Linked DNA regions of Rattus norvegicus: regions 2 and 3 are each linked to region 1. A link is a contact called in public Hi-C data. All regions are on one chromosome and are shown on one strand. Each heading gives the region's core, a stretch centred on a gene start, on an enhancer-like site or on the middle of the called end of the contact. The rest is flanking DNA. Distances are from core to core; before and after follow the strand shown.

Region 1 (4,106 bases), core at 475-2,974:
TCACATTTGTTTTCACTTTTAAAACACTCCTGTAGTCCAAATTAAGCTTTCACGGTTAAGCACTGTAACCAGGCTCAGGTGCCCAGGGCAAGCATATTGATTGTGCATTTTCCACTTGTGCAATGCTATGCAACAGGGTGTCCCCTAGCCATCTGCCAAGCAGTGACTCACTCTGGTATCCAGCTGTCTTAAGTCAAAGGACACGATCATCTTTGGATAAGGGGAGGAAAGCATTAAGGCACACAAATACTTACCATATTTTTTACCTGTAAATGACATGGGTTATGTCTTATATTCTTTTGACATACTAGTCACCCAGTTGCACCTAGATAAGAAGGCAAGCTTAGAAGTGTAGTCTTGGGATTGGCAATCCTTTCTTGCCAATAGTTGCTCTCTTTGGAAGGCAATAAAATTCACTGGGGTCCACCTGTGTCACATTTGAGTTATCTATGAGAAAACTAGAGCTCACCATAGTTGAGTGGGCCACAAATATTCTACATGACAATGTCAACATTAAAATCTTTGGGAGAAATGTTTCAAATAACACATTGACCAGCTATAACTACTTCCTCAGTGCTTTTGAATTTCCTGCTCCCATAATCCCTAGGCAGAATTGATTAAAACTGAGGGTTCTATAATGTCTATAAAGTCTATATGTATAAAAGTCTATAAATAAATTTCTATAAAATTATAAAGTTTATGGGCTCTAATTAAGTTATCTTGTTATAAAGCTTTGTACCACTATGTGTTGGCTATATAGCTGTTGTAAATGGCAATCTCTTCATTTCATTTTGTTTTATTATTTTTAAAATAAACCCCAAAATAGTAACTACATCAAATACTTTTCCTGAGAATTATAGGAACTGTGCATAAAGTATTTAGCAGGTACTTGGGACTAACAATAGCTTTCACTTTTACTCCAGCTGTCATGGTGACTACCTTCCTGTTTTGGAATGACACACCTCAGTACTATAGTCCATTGCTCTTTTCCCTCACATTCACTCATTAGAGGCATTAAGCTAGCCGTTACTGGGCCCTTTCTGTCTACAACATTGTTTCCTCTTCTCCTGATCAGCACAACTCTAAGAGTTAGTGAATTTATTCTCAAGGATAACCTTAATATTTAAACAAATAGCTAAGTAGTTTCTTCCATCAAGAAGATAGTGATATCCCAAGCCAGAGAAATCTTATTGTCTTCATTTGTTTTTAACTCTGGCTTCAGCCCAACAAAGATTTCTTTACTATATCTACTTCTAAGTAATTACAATGGAATTATATATTCTAAATATATTTCATTCTATAAATGGGTGTTTTAAGAGTAGCAAAACCAACACTTTATTAAAATTGTAAACTACTTTGAGATTCAGTCATACCCAAGGACAGATAGAATAAGCAAATTCAATTCGTACTAAGAAAGCAAGAAGTTCAGGCTAATGAAATGAAGAGTTCCTCTGACCCCTCCAGTGACTGTTTTTGAGGATAATTTTTCAGCAGATATGCTATTGGTTCCCATCACCTTACTTAGGCAGAAAAGACCCAATGTGAACTTTGAAATGCTGAAGAGGTCATTTGTCATTAACTCATCTGCTAGGAATTTTTCATATGAATGTCACATGCTTCCAGTGTCAATGACCTACTGCCCCTAAGCCCACATACCCCACATAACACAATGATTCAACCACAGAATGGACTCTATAAGACCAAGTCATAACCTTTCCTTCATACCACCATCACTCATATGGATCTTGCATAATGTCCATTGTGGTCTCTCAACACAGGGCCATTGTGGGCTGCACATGGAACCCAGTCCTTTGATCCAGAGGTCATCTCTGAATGACAATGGATCTCTCCTCAAATTCAAGGACACAATCACCCCATCACATTCCTACACACTCTCTCTCTCTCTCTCTCTCTCTCTCTCTCTCTCTCTCTCTCTCTCTCTCAAGACCAGAGCTCTTATTCTAGTACTTTCCTCCTCCTTATATTTTTTCTTTATTGTGCAGTTGAACATGCATCCTCAAGTCTAGGAAAATAATATGAGGATGCTGAAAGCATGAATGTCAGTGGTATCATTGGGAACCATCTAGTTAAGGTTCCATATCCCATAATGGCATTGGAATTTTATCTGTTAAGTGAAGGAATGAAACACCCTCTATCTAATATTGTCATAACATAAGAGATACCCCAAAGCAGACCTCTAAGATCATTTAACTATTTCAGGAGGATCAATGTCATGATATTCACTGCAACATTATTAGGTACACAACTTGTGATCAGTAATTATGCTACAGATTTCTTTTGGCCCTTTATTATCTTTCATTAGAGAAAAAAATAAACCAAGAACTATTCAATAGCCATCATTATTTAAATAGTTAAATCATGCCAGTCCCTTACACTTCCAGTCATTGTCAAAATAAAAGAGGCAGTTGGACAGAAAGAATCTACAAACTAGGCAGGATCAACAGAGGGTATTGTGAGCAAGACAGATAGGGTAGATGCAGAGAACAGAGGGACACAATCAGTTTTCATTTATTCTTTGTACTGTCTTTCACTGGGCTGATGTTCTTATTATTAGCCTGACTTTAGTATTTTAAAGACAGAGTCTCATGCAACCTAGATTGGAATGAACTTTCTCTATAGCTGTGGTTAGAGGGTAGTGCTCTTGAATCTAGATACCATCTTCTATCACCTTTCAAGTGGTAAGAGATTAAAGATGTAAGTAAGCTACTATGCCCAGCTTGACAATATTCTCGATGGGGGAGTATATGAGTCATTTTTTCTTCTTTATATATGTTTAGAACTTGAAAAATTGTTGTTTTTATAAATGGAAACATACAGTCATTGTTGGAAAATTTGAAACATAAATAGTGACCCATGATCATCCTGCCCACTGCCTTCCTTGTGCCATGGGCCTGTTCAACCTTGTCATTAGGTGTAATTGTATGTATCCAACTATCACAGAATTTTTTTCTTTGATGAAAGTTAAGATCACATTAGAAGTACACTTGACACATTAAAATATCAACTTACAAAGACATTAAATAATCATTTTATAATAGTTTCAACTATTACAGAATAGTCTTCTTGAGAGTTCATTAGGCCACCTGCTGCCTATTGCAAATTTAAATTGTTTTCAGGAGTGTTTTTTGTCTTGTGATTTTTTATACATATTCATTTGTAGCAGAACTCCCATACTTCAGGTAAAATCTTAGATGTGGTCGTAATTGGTCTAACTGTCTACATCTTTGAAAACCTTTTGATAGTTCTGTGGACCAATCCTAAAAAATAAAATCCCCAAATTTATGTTATTTATTTACCTGCAGTAAACATAAATTTTTATTCACATGAATCCATGATTCAGAGTATAATAATTATGTTTTAACAGTCATAGCACTTCTTAACAGTTCAGTCACATTTTCCATAGATTTTGTACTAAGCTATGAAAATCAGCTCCTATTTACCATTGCAAATTCAATGAATGCCATGAAAGACCAAGGTGCACCGTTAGGAAGGGCTGCCCGTCAGTCATTCAATCTGTGGATAATTATTGAGTATCAGGCTGTTTTAATGTCTAGAAATGTACTAATAGAGGGCCAGAAAAATGTGAATAAGACAGAAAGATACCAGGAGACTGATGTCCAAATCTCTGATCAGGGAGAGTCTCTTTGAAGGGGATAAAGAAAAGGTCCTGTAGCAACCAATGTGTTCCAGGAAGCAAATGCAGTAAATGCATCCTTGATGTTGTAGGTCCTTTTGTTCACCTTGGGGATCATAACAGTAATTGTGCCTACAGTAAAGGGAAGCAACTCTTCAAGATGAGCTAAGTTTTGGCAGAGAGGAATACATGGGTCTTTGCAGCCAAGACAAGAGCAAAGATAGAGTTGCTCGAGTCAGTTACTCAGTTGTGTTCATTGTTCCTTGTAAAGGTTTCTGTTGCTGCTGGGAAGAGACTCCAGACTTTAATAAAACCACACAGTAGATAGCCATGCCATACATCTGTAACTGGCTCCAGTTCCAAAGTGATGTTCAATGTAGAAAGTGAAGAGTTGAGTGAAAGCTAGAGAGCCTGTAATGAGGAGTGTTGAGTTTAAGTCCAGAGTAAGTGA
Region 2 (4,169 bases), core at 148-2,647, 690 kb before region 1:
TTATGGAGCAACAGAGCCTCAGACAGACCTCTAATGGAGACGGAGGCTATGATCTCTCTCTCTCTCTCCCTCCTCTGTTCCCAAAGTACTGACCTTCCTGGAGGCTGTGCCCCACCTTTTTCCCAGGCACCCTTGGCTTCCCCTACATTGTCCTGGCCTCTGAGGTCTCCGGACTCCACAGTAGCCCATGTGCAAGCAGAGTCTGGCAGGGACTCTGGAAGCTGCTTACTGTGAGGTCGACATCCCCTCTCTGGTTTGAAGCCTGATTATGAGGCCAATGTTCCTGATGTTCATGAACAGAGAGAAACTGGATAGGAGAGGAGAGGGCTAGGTAACTTCTCTTAGAGCTTTAGGATATCAGAACTGTCTTTGGATGCAAGCAGAAGGTGTGTGGGAATCTGAAGAGCTGGTCAGTTCTAGTTGGCAGCTGACATTGGGAGTATGATTCCTGAGTGGGGAGTTCTAGGTGTTATTAGGCCTCCATGTTACTGTCTCTGTGAATCAGTGGTCTTCACTTCCTCCAGTCCTTTCCTCTCCCTAGACTTTCCGTGCTTTTTGCCCATAGATGTATCATCTCTCTCCTCTAGTAATAAGCCATGACCATGAGAGATGACAACCACTGTCCCCATGGAGACAGCTTGAGGGTCCTGCAAAAACATTGCTGGGCAAGCCCTATTGCCATTGCCCCATGATTGTATGAACTTGCTACATCATAGAACCTCGCTGGCCCCAGTTTCTACTCTTGCAGTGGGGTTAGCTAACTCATCCTTTCGCGCAGGGTCTCAGGGTATTAAGTGATTAAGTGATGACTGACCTCCTCCTTCACAGGCCCTGTGAAGCATCTATTGCCATGTTAGCTGTTTCCATTTCTGGATGACTGAGAGGACTTGAATTAGGAAAAAGATCAAGACTTTGAGCCATAAATCAGGAAAAGGAGGTGGAGAATCATTTGGACTAGATCCAATTTTTCAGAGGAAGAACTTGGCAGACAGATGAATTGATATGTCCCAGCCCAGTAAGCTAGGAGCGCAAAGCAGACACGGATGCTGGGCCTTGCTTCTCTAGGTCTCCTCCTACTGCCCTTTTGTGTCTGCACCAGAGGCTTAGGGATTGCAGGGGCAGGAAAGATTCGTGAGATTCCCTGGAGAGAGAGAAGGGAGCGGTGAGCTATGTGAGACTCGAAGTCCTAATGCAGGCTTCCTGAAGCAGTACATTGTGCTGTGCGTGCGTATCTGGGGGCGTCTTTATACACGCACAAGTGCCTCTCCTCAGTGTTCCCTGCACATTACGTCTGAGGTTGCTGTAAACAAACCTTAAAGCCGCTGGCTTATTGCTTGCCGAGATCGTCTGTGTGTAGACTCCTGGTGGCCACCAGAGGGCAGCATGATGCACGCGTCGATTCTTGGTGGTTTCACCCAGAGAGAGCTGGAGCTGGGGTAGTGGCAGGTCGATTGCCAGCCTGGGCTTTTGGAGCCTGCCAGGAGTCAGGGCTAAGCTTCTGGCTGGGAGGGCTGCTCTGTAGAGCCGGCTCTACTCTCGTTCTATTTGTGTGGTCTGGGGATGTGAGGCTCCCAACCTGGGTATTTTGGCTTAGCCGGCTCCCTGGGAGGAAGCTGTAGGGAGCCTATGATGGAGGGAACATCCTCTTCTCCCTCATCTCAGTCTCAGAAGCAGCAGGAGGGAGCATAGTTTTGGCTTAAACACTGGAAACGAACTAAAGGGACATATGTTCCTGTCCAGGAAAATCCCAGGCTTGATAGGACACAGAAAGTTAGTAGTGACACTGGAATCAGGGTCTTGGAAGAAGTGAGCTTTACACATACCGTTTGCTCAGGCTGTTGAATCTGCTGGTCAGAGCGCGAGAATAGCTTTTACCTTCCTGCCCTCCAATTCAAGCTTGACAACTACAGAATGCCAAGTAGGTGCTCAGTAAAAGCGGCAGTCTGGTTCTTTCTAGAGGTGGGGAGCTTGGTGGTTTGTGTTAACCCCTCCAGACCTTGGGGGAATGTGCACCAGTGGGTATGAAAACGTCTTGCTAACAGGTCATCAGGTTAGCGGTTGCCTGCTGTGAGACTCATTGGTCCTCCTCTGTTCTAGGCAGATTTGAGCAGGATGTTCGATTTCTTGTGCTCTCCAGTCCCATGGACTTGTTACCAGCACTTGGAAGCTCGATCATCTGCTCTGTGCTGAGCATGAGGGCCTAGGATAGCTCACAGCTGCCTGGCCCAGGGATACAGGCAAAGCCCTCTTTCTAATGAGCCATCTCTGCCCACCAGTTTCTTTTTGAGTAATTTTTCAAGGCCAAGCCACTGAAAAGCAGGAGCGGGTTGAGCATTTACAGCACTCCGAGTGAGCTGAACCCTTTGCACGAATAACCTTGTACACAGGGCAATGACAACGTGGCGTTTCTGATTATGACCTTGCCACTTCTCTGTGGTAACCTGGACTGGCTATTTTATTTTATTTTTCCTCTTTGGCCCTTTGTTTCCTTATATGAAAACGGTGCTGATAAAGAAGAGCCCATTGTTGCTTGTAAGATTGCAGTGAGGACGTGTAAGGCTCTGAAGGCTGTTTTTCTTCCTCTTCCTGTCAGAGCATCCCAGACTGGCATCTTCACAAGCAAGGGTATTTCCATGCCCTTCGTCTGTTCTTCCCACTTCTGGTATTTCCCACAGATTCCTCTCCTCTTAGGGGGTTCTGTTAGAAGAGTTCCCATGCCCCCAGCATTTCTGCTGTTCTTTTCTCTGAGAGGCAGCTCATTGTGGCTTCAGGAGATTTGGACTTTCCTGCCTCTGTTGTCTTTGGACCCAGCCAAGTTCCTCAATAGCTCTGTGACAGAAATTGGGTCAGTTGGGCCGTGAGGTGCCTTTCCTGGGATGGGTACCCAGAGTCTGACTGGTGTGTGGAGCTTGTAGGAGGTGGGGAACAGTAACGATCCAGAGGCTCTGGGAGATAAGGATTAAAGGATGTTGTGAGAGTAGCCAGCACCTAGAACTAGCTGCGGGAGGCAGTAGGAGAGCCACCATGGTGTATGTTTAGGGGGTGGAGGGGACTAAGTAGCAGAAGCATTTGTCTGTCACCTGGACAGGGAACATATGGTTCTTACCATATGCTGGCCTACCAAGTGTCAGAGTGCTCCAGGCAAAGCCTTCCCCATCTCCAGCACCAGGATTTTGGATGACAGAAACCTTTGACCAGGTTAAGTTTGGAGTACCTAGCCTCTGCCAGTATTGTCCCACATGGCTTCATTGCTATCCTTGCCCCATATCATTTGGCATTCACTAGTGGGTTCCATTTTGGTTACTGTAATCAAATTAGCTTGCTAGCCACAGAGAGGACTCCAGGACTTGCCCTAGCAGGAAGAGTTTAGGTCTTCATTGTGGTAGGGAGCAACTCTGAATTCCTTCAGCCCAACCATACCAATCAAGTATATTCGCTTCAGTTCCATGTTAAGCCACAAGAGGGCACTAGACCACGATTTCTGCTGTAGGTGCTATGAAGCCTATTATGATTGCTCTGTTGAGAGAAGTCTACTGCACCTGGTCTCTTCCCAGACACCAGCAACTCTGAGGTCATGGCCAACCAGCCTGATTTAACCACAGCTCACCACCGAGGTTTCAAGGGAGGTCTATTTGTGCAGTGCAAAAAGGTCATTACATTTGGTGTCAAACCCAGGTTTCCAGTTTCGCCCTTCTTGCATGTTTAAATGGTGACTGAAGTTACTTTGTTTCTCTGTGTACCTCCCCCCCCCCCCCGCCCCAACCTGAAAGGTGAGGTGTTACCAGGAGGTGTGGTTGTGAGAAGATGCCACAGGGATTAAATTGCATGACGTGTGGAAAGTCTGGAACACAGTAGATTCTTAGTGACTAGCCTGTCTTTTTTTCCAGAAGAAGGATAAAGCTAAGTCACAACCTAGAAATCCTGTGGACTTGATGGGGTCATTTTATATGCTTCTTTAACAAATATTCTATGGTTCCTATTCACTGGGGGAGCAGCGCTACCCAGTGGCTGGAATGGAGAACAGCAAGTATTGGGTAGGTATTATTGGAGTAGAAGGGATAGGCTCTCTGGCCAGGAACATCAGATTCAGAGGATCTATCAATGGGATTGGCACTACTTATATTTCTGACTGCTGTGGATGATTTGCTGAGGCTGTTAGCACGCTGGTA
Region 3 (4,439 bases), core at 1,817-4,316, 850 kb after region 1:
ATACATAAATATGTAAATAAATAAAATATTTTTCATCAAAAAAAGAGCCAAAGATGATGGTTAACAGTAAGGAAACCATGTTTTCCTTACAGCACAGCGTTTATAGATGTTAAGACAGCATGTACAAGACCCAACCAAGCTCAAACCAGAGAAGTGTCCTGGCACAAAGGGAGGAAAATGGGCATAAATTCCCACCACGTGCTGAGTAACTATCTACATGTGATATCTTCTAGGAGAGACAGAATCAGTACTCTTTAAAGATGTGACCCTGTGGGTAAGTAAACCACACACCAGGGCAGGTCCCACTCCACAGACTAGATGGGCAACAGATGCCTGACTCAATGGAGGTAATGGAAAAAAAGAAAACTTAGAGTTTAGAAGGGCTGGGATAAGTGTGACTACATTCAAATTGTACTGTATGAAATTTTCAAAGACTTAATAAAACATTCTTGAAGAGAGGGAGAGAGAGAGAGGGAGAGAATACAAAGGCAGACAGATAATTATTGATTCCTAAGTATTGGCTTCAATCTGCTTTTTAAGACTTGTGTGTCCTATCTTTTGTGATATTGTTCGTTCTGTAATCTTGTAAACATTTCAGATAAGACATCAACAACAGCAATCAACAATCTAACCAGAACAAGAAGATCCAGGGAAAAAGCTCAGGGAAATGGACTTTCGGGACCACTATTGGTATATACTAAGCTCCATGGAAACCCATTACAACATTACAACAGAGGAGGGGAAAGTTGACTCAAGTCTTCCTTCTCAAATTGCAAATTGCTCTCTGCTGAGTGGAGTGGACTTGTTGAAGAAACTGGCTCATGTAAGCACTGATTCTTAAGTAGAAGCTAAGTAAAGCTGAGAGCCAGACGTTTTTAAGAATTAGATATATAAAATCTCGTCTCTGTAAAATAAATTGGATCGTTTGAAATGAGTTGATGGTTCATGTTGCAAAATAGATCTGAGCATAGGAGGGGATGTGCTTGCCCTGGCCCTCTTCTAGAACTGTTAGAATTTAAACTCTGGAGAAATTCTCATCACCATATGAGCAGGTGATGGGATTTGGAACACTCGCAGACGTTTCAGTAGAATCTGATCCACAGCCTGGCACCGTAAGGCACATGCCACTCATCCCAACCCAAACTGTTTTCCTTAGAACTGTTTTCTTCTATGATATTTACTTAACCTCTTTTTGAAATTAATGTTCATCTTTTGGAATGTTGCTTGGAACATTTGTTTGAGGAAAAACCATACAGTGTGTTTCTCACATTTCCCACTCACAGCACCTGCTCCCACCATCAACTCCTAAGAGAATTTCATCAAAATGTCAATGGGCCTTTTCCTTTAGAAATACGGAACATAGGGCCAAGAAAAATCAAGATTGATGGACACATGGGGAAATGATAGATCTTGACAAAGTTTACAAATAAGATGTTGAAAATCTCAGATCAATTTCTAACTTAATTTGAAGAAGAAGAAAGCATAAAAGCAAATTTGCCTCTGGGATGGGATGGGAAATAACATGGAGAAACAGACCTCTTTGCCCCTAAACACCATTCTTTACAGTACTATTGGTCTATGGGGAAAATGGAGACGGTAAGTATGTTTATTATATATCCCAAGTTGGTCTCTCTAGCAGTCATTCAACATGCACTGGTGGGCAGTGTCACTGCTAGTGTCTCATCTGTAAAATGGGCTAGCAAGAGTGACTTACTCCTACATCTCTCAGAGTTGATAAGACAGCCCACAAATGGATTGATGGTAAGAACTTCTGCCAATGTTTTATTATTATCATCATATTTCTAAAGTGTTATAAAATTGAGCTCTAATGTTTTAGAAACAAAGTTTTCAAACTTCTTCTTCTTGCTTGGATTTCCTTGGAGGTTTTGCCCGCTTTCATCCAAAATAAACAATCTCATATTTCATCTCCTCCAAATATCATTAGATCTGAGCTGTTTGGAGCTAGAGGAATCTGACTGAAGAGTTCAAAGGCAGGACATGAGATGACATGGGACTACCCCAAGTAAGACACAATCTAGAACTAAATATTAGACATTGCATATTCATGGGTTAGTATGTCTTGGAGCTCTTGATTTCCCAACCACACTGCAAAGGTTTGTTTCTTTCCTTTTCTGCTAGTGTACACCTCCAAATTTTTAATGTTAATTATTGTCAGATCTTAGAAGATTTCTGTGGTCTAGTCATGTTCACATTTGCATATAGCTAAATGTATACAACGTTGTGGGGAAGGGGAGTCTCCACTAGGTCTGAATCTACAGCTTTGCAATATGAGAACTGGAAGAACTTATTAGGGCTTGTAGAGAAAATTGGTCTAATTTCCCCATAGTTGTTAAGTGTCTGCTGTCTCTCTGCATGCCACATAAAAGTGTAGACTGGCTCGACCATGAAACGGGGCCCAACAGCTAGAGCTCCCTTTCCCTAAACCTCTTGCACAAGTTCTGCCCCAAACAATCAGATCTGAAAGTCCTTTTTGATTGAAATGCTGTGTGTGCTGCAGAAACGTGAAGAGGAAGCTGGGCCCCAAATGCTGAGAGATAAGGTTGAGCAGGGCAGCTGGCTTGGTCCCAGGATGTGGCCAGGGACAGGGGAAGGACTGTCTAAGAGCTCTCTCTTTGAACAACCAACAAAGAGACAGCAAGAAGGAAGGGGCCGGCCGACTGTGCCACAGAAAGGAAATGGATGAGAGGGGGGGCACGCCTCTGCTCAGCCCTCTTCCTCCTTCCACCAGGGTGGCAACAAACATATTAACTAACAACGCTTTGAATTCTAAGAGTCCAGCCACCTAACCGGCCAATCAATGAAGACAAAAATGAATTTGACTCTTCTCTACCCTGTTCACAAGTTTGCTGACTCAAGTCCGTGGTCTATTCTTTCGGCCTTCCTGTTTATGTTGTCACTTGGTTTCATTATTTATTTTTAGCCCTGCTTTCAGAAGCTCTTATTCTGTTTGGTATTGGCAGGGTGTCAAGGGCATCACTCTCAGCTCTGAAAGGATCATTGTCCAGCTCTGGTCTCCATCCTCTCCACACAAGAGAGCCAGTGTGAGCCGCCTCACGTTGCCTCTTCACTGGCCCAGCCAGCCTGCAGCCTCAGAGTGGCATTCTCTGCAGGGCATCCAATGCCATGCTAGGAATGGTAGAAATGTTAGTGACATTTGCTTTCGTCGGAACCAGATCCTCTGTTTTCATTGGGGGAAACTGAGACCTGGAAAAATGAACGTTCAACCACAAAGTATCATGTCAACATCATGCTAACCTTGGCTTCTAGACACTCTGTGAGATGCTCTTTGTAAACCCCAGGGGAAAAAAAGCAATGTAATGATGTCTTGGTTTCCAAAACTCTCCATAGAACAACACCTTTCCTTACTCATTTTCACCAAGATGCTTTCCCCATTTTGAGTCTTGCTATTCTTTATATTTATTTTTTTTCTGGATTCCCAATTTACTTGTGTTCAAAAAAATAATAAATCAAACAAAATAAGAATGTCCATGGTAGTGGGAATGTGGTTGTTTGTGCCCACATTTTTTCTCTTTGTCATTGCCTCTTTTCCCTTAAGAAACAGAACTTTCTCTTTTTTTCTTTCTAATTTTTATTTCCAATGAGCTAGTGTGGCTTGCCTGCTAGGACTGTCTGTAGTGGCAATGAAAGGACATGCTTCAGTTCCCAGGACGATGGTCTCTTTGCCTGGGAATATACCGACCAGTATTACAAGTATGTGAGAATAAACAAGGCTCGAGTCAATCTCAACTTGTTTTACACTCTGTTTTATTAAAGTCAATGCGTTTCCGTTCCTATGTGCTGAGCCTCAGCTGGCTTAATTATACATACCCAGGCGAATTCTAATGGGGACAGAAGACAGCCAGTGATTGGAAAGCAAGGCCCTTTTCTGACCTCTACAGGCCATGGAGAGGAAAAGAGACAAGGCTGCTTCTGCAAATTACAGAGGGCGCTTTTTTTTCCCCCTTGGATGCTTCTTTACTGCTCCAAGTACCAGACTCATGTGTGTCCTACTTTCCTACAGCTTGACTATCCATGTTTACTATGTTACTGAAGCAATCAGGAAGAGGTCATTTTTTAGGAGACTTTTACAATGGAAATTAGGACCTCCATCATTAAATACATAATTAAAGTAAGCCAAATACATATATGCCACTTGTGCTATATATGGAGTTGGCATTTCCCTGATGACTAAGGATGTTGAACATTTCTTTAAATGCTTCTCAGCCATTTGAGATTCCTCAGAATAAAATTCTCTATTTAATTCTGTACCCCATTTTAATAGGGTTATTTGATTCTTTGGAGTCTAACTTCTTGAGTTCTTTGTATATATTAGATATTAGCCCTCTATTGGATGTAGGGTTGGTAAAGATCTTTTCCCAATCTGTTGGTTGCCATTTTGTCCTAATGACAGTGTCTTT

Evidence for each region. A called contact is a pair of places that touch in the nucleus more often than the background predicts.
Region 2: a contact with region 1 is called in a Hi-C map of Schwann cells, with 8 times the contacts expected there. The contact joins two enhancer-like sites. A contact is called at or near these places in 1 of 12 Hi-C or Micro-C datasets (Schwann cells) and 1 of 1 datasets of contacts at active chromatin or transcription factors (oligodendrocytes).
Region 3: a Hi-C map of Schwann cells shows a contact between it and region 1, with 6 times the contacts expected there. The contact joins two enhancer-like sites. A contact is called at or near these places in 1 of 12 Hi-C or Micro-C datasets (Schwann cells) and 1 of 1 datasets of contacts at active chromatin or transcription factors (oligodendrocytes).

The regions. Positions count from the first base shown.
Region 1 is chr1:141,213,804-141,217,909 of GRCr8, reverse strand. No RefSeq gene overlaps it. Among named protein-coding and RNA genes, the nearest start is that of Ntrk3, 700 kb to the left of the region's middle. Within about 2 kb of position 1,724, at least 1 of the 93 cell types and tissues checked has an H3K27ac peak or open chromatin away from gene starts, as enhancers often do. A contact at or near this core is called in Schwann cells, where this site is marked.
Region 2 is chr1:141,901,614-141,905,782 of GRCr8, reverse strand. The region is part of intron 1 of Ntrk3 (neurotrophic receptor tyrosine kinase 3); the gene reads left to right. Among named protein-coding and RNA genes, the nearest start is that of Ntrk3, 9.3 kb to the left of the region's middle. Within about 2 kb of position 1,397, at least 32 of the 93 cell types and tissues checked have an H3K27ac peak or open chromatin away from gene starts, as enhancers often do. A contact at or near this core is called in Schwann cells, where this site is marked.
Region 3 is chr1:140,369,743-140,374,181 of GRCr8, reverse strand. No RefSeq gene overlaps it. Among named protein-coding and RNA genes, the nearest start is that of Agbl1, 920 kb to the right of the region's middle. Within about 2 kb of position 3,066, at least 54 of the 93 cell types and tissues checked have an H3K27ac peak or open chromatin away from gene starts, as enhancers often do. A contact at or near this core is called in Schwann cells, where this site is marked.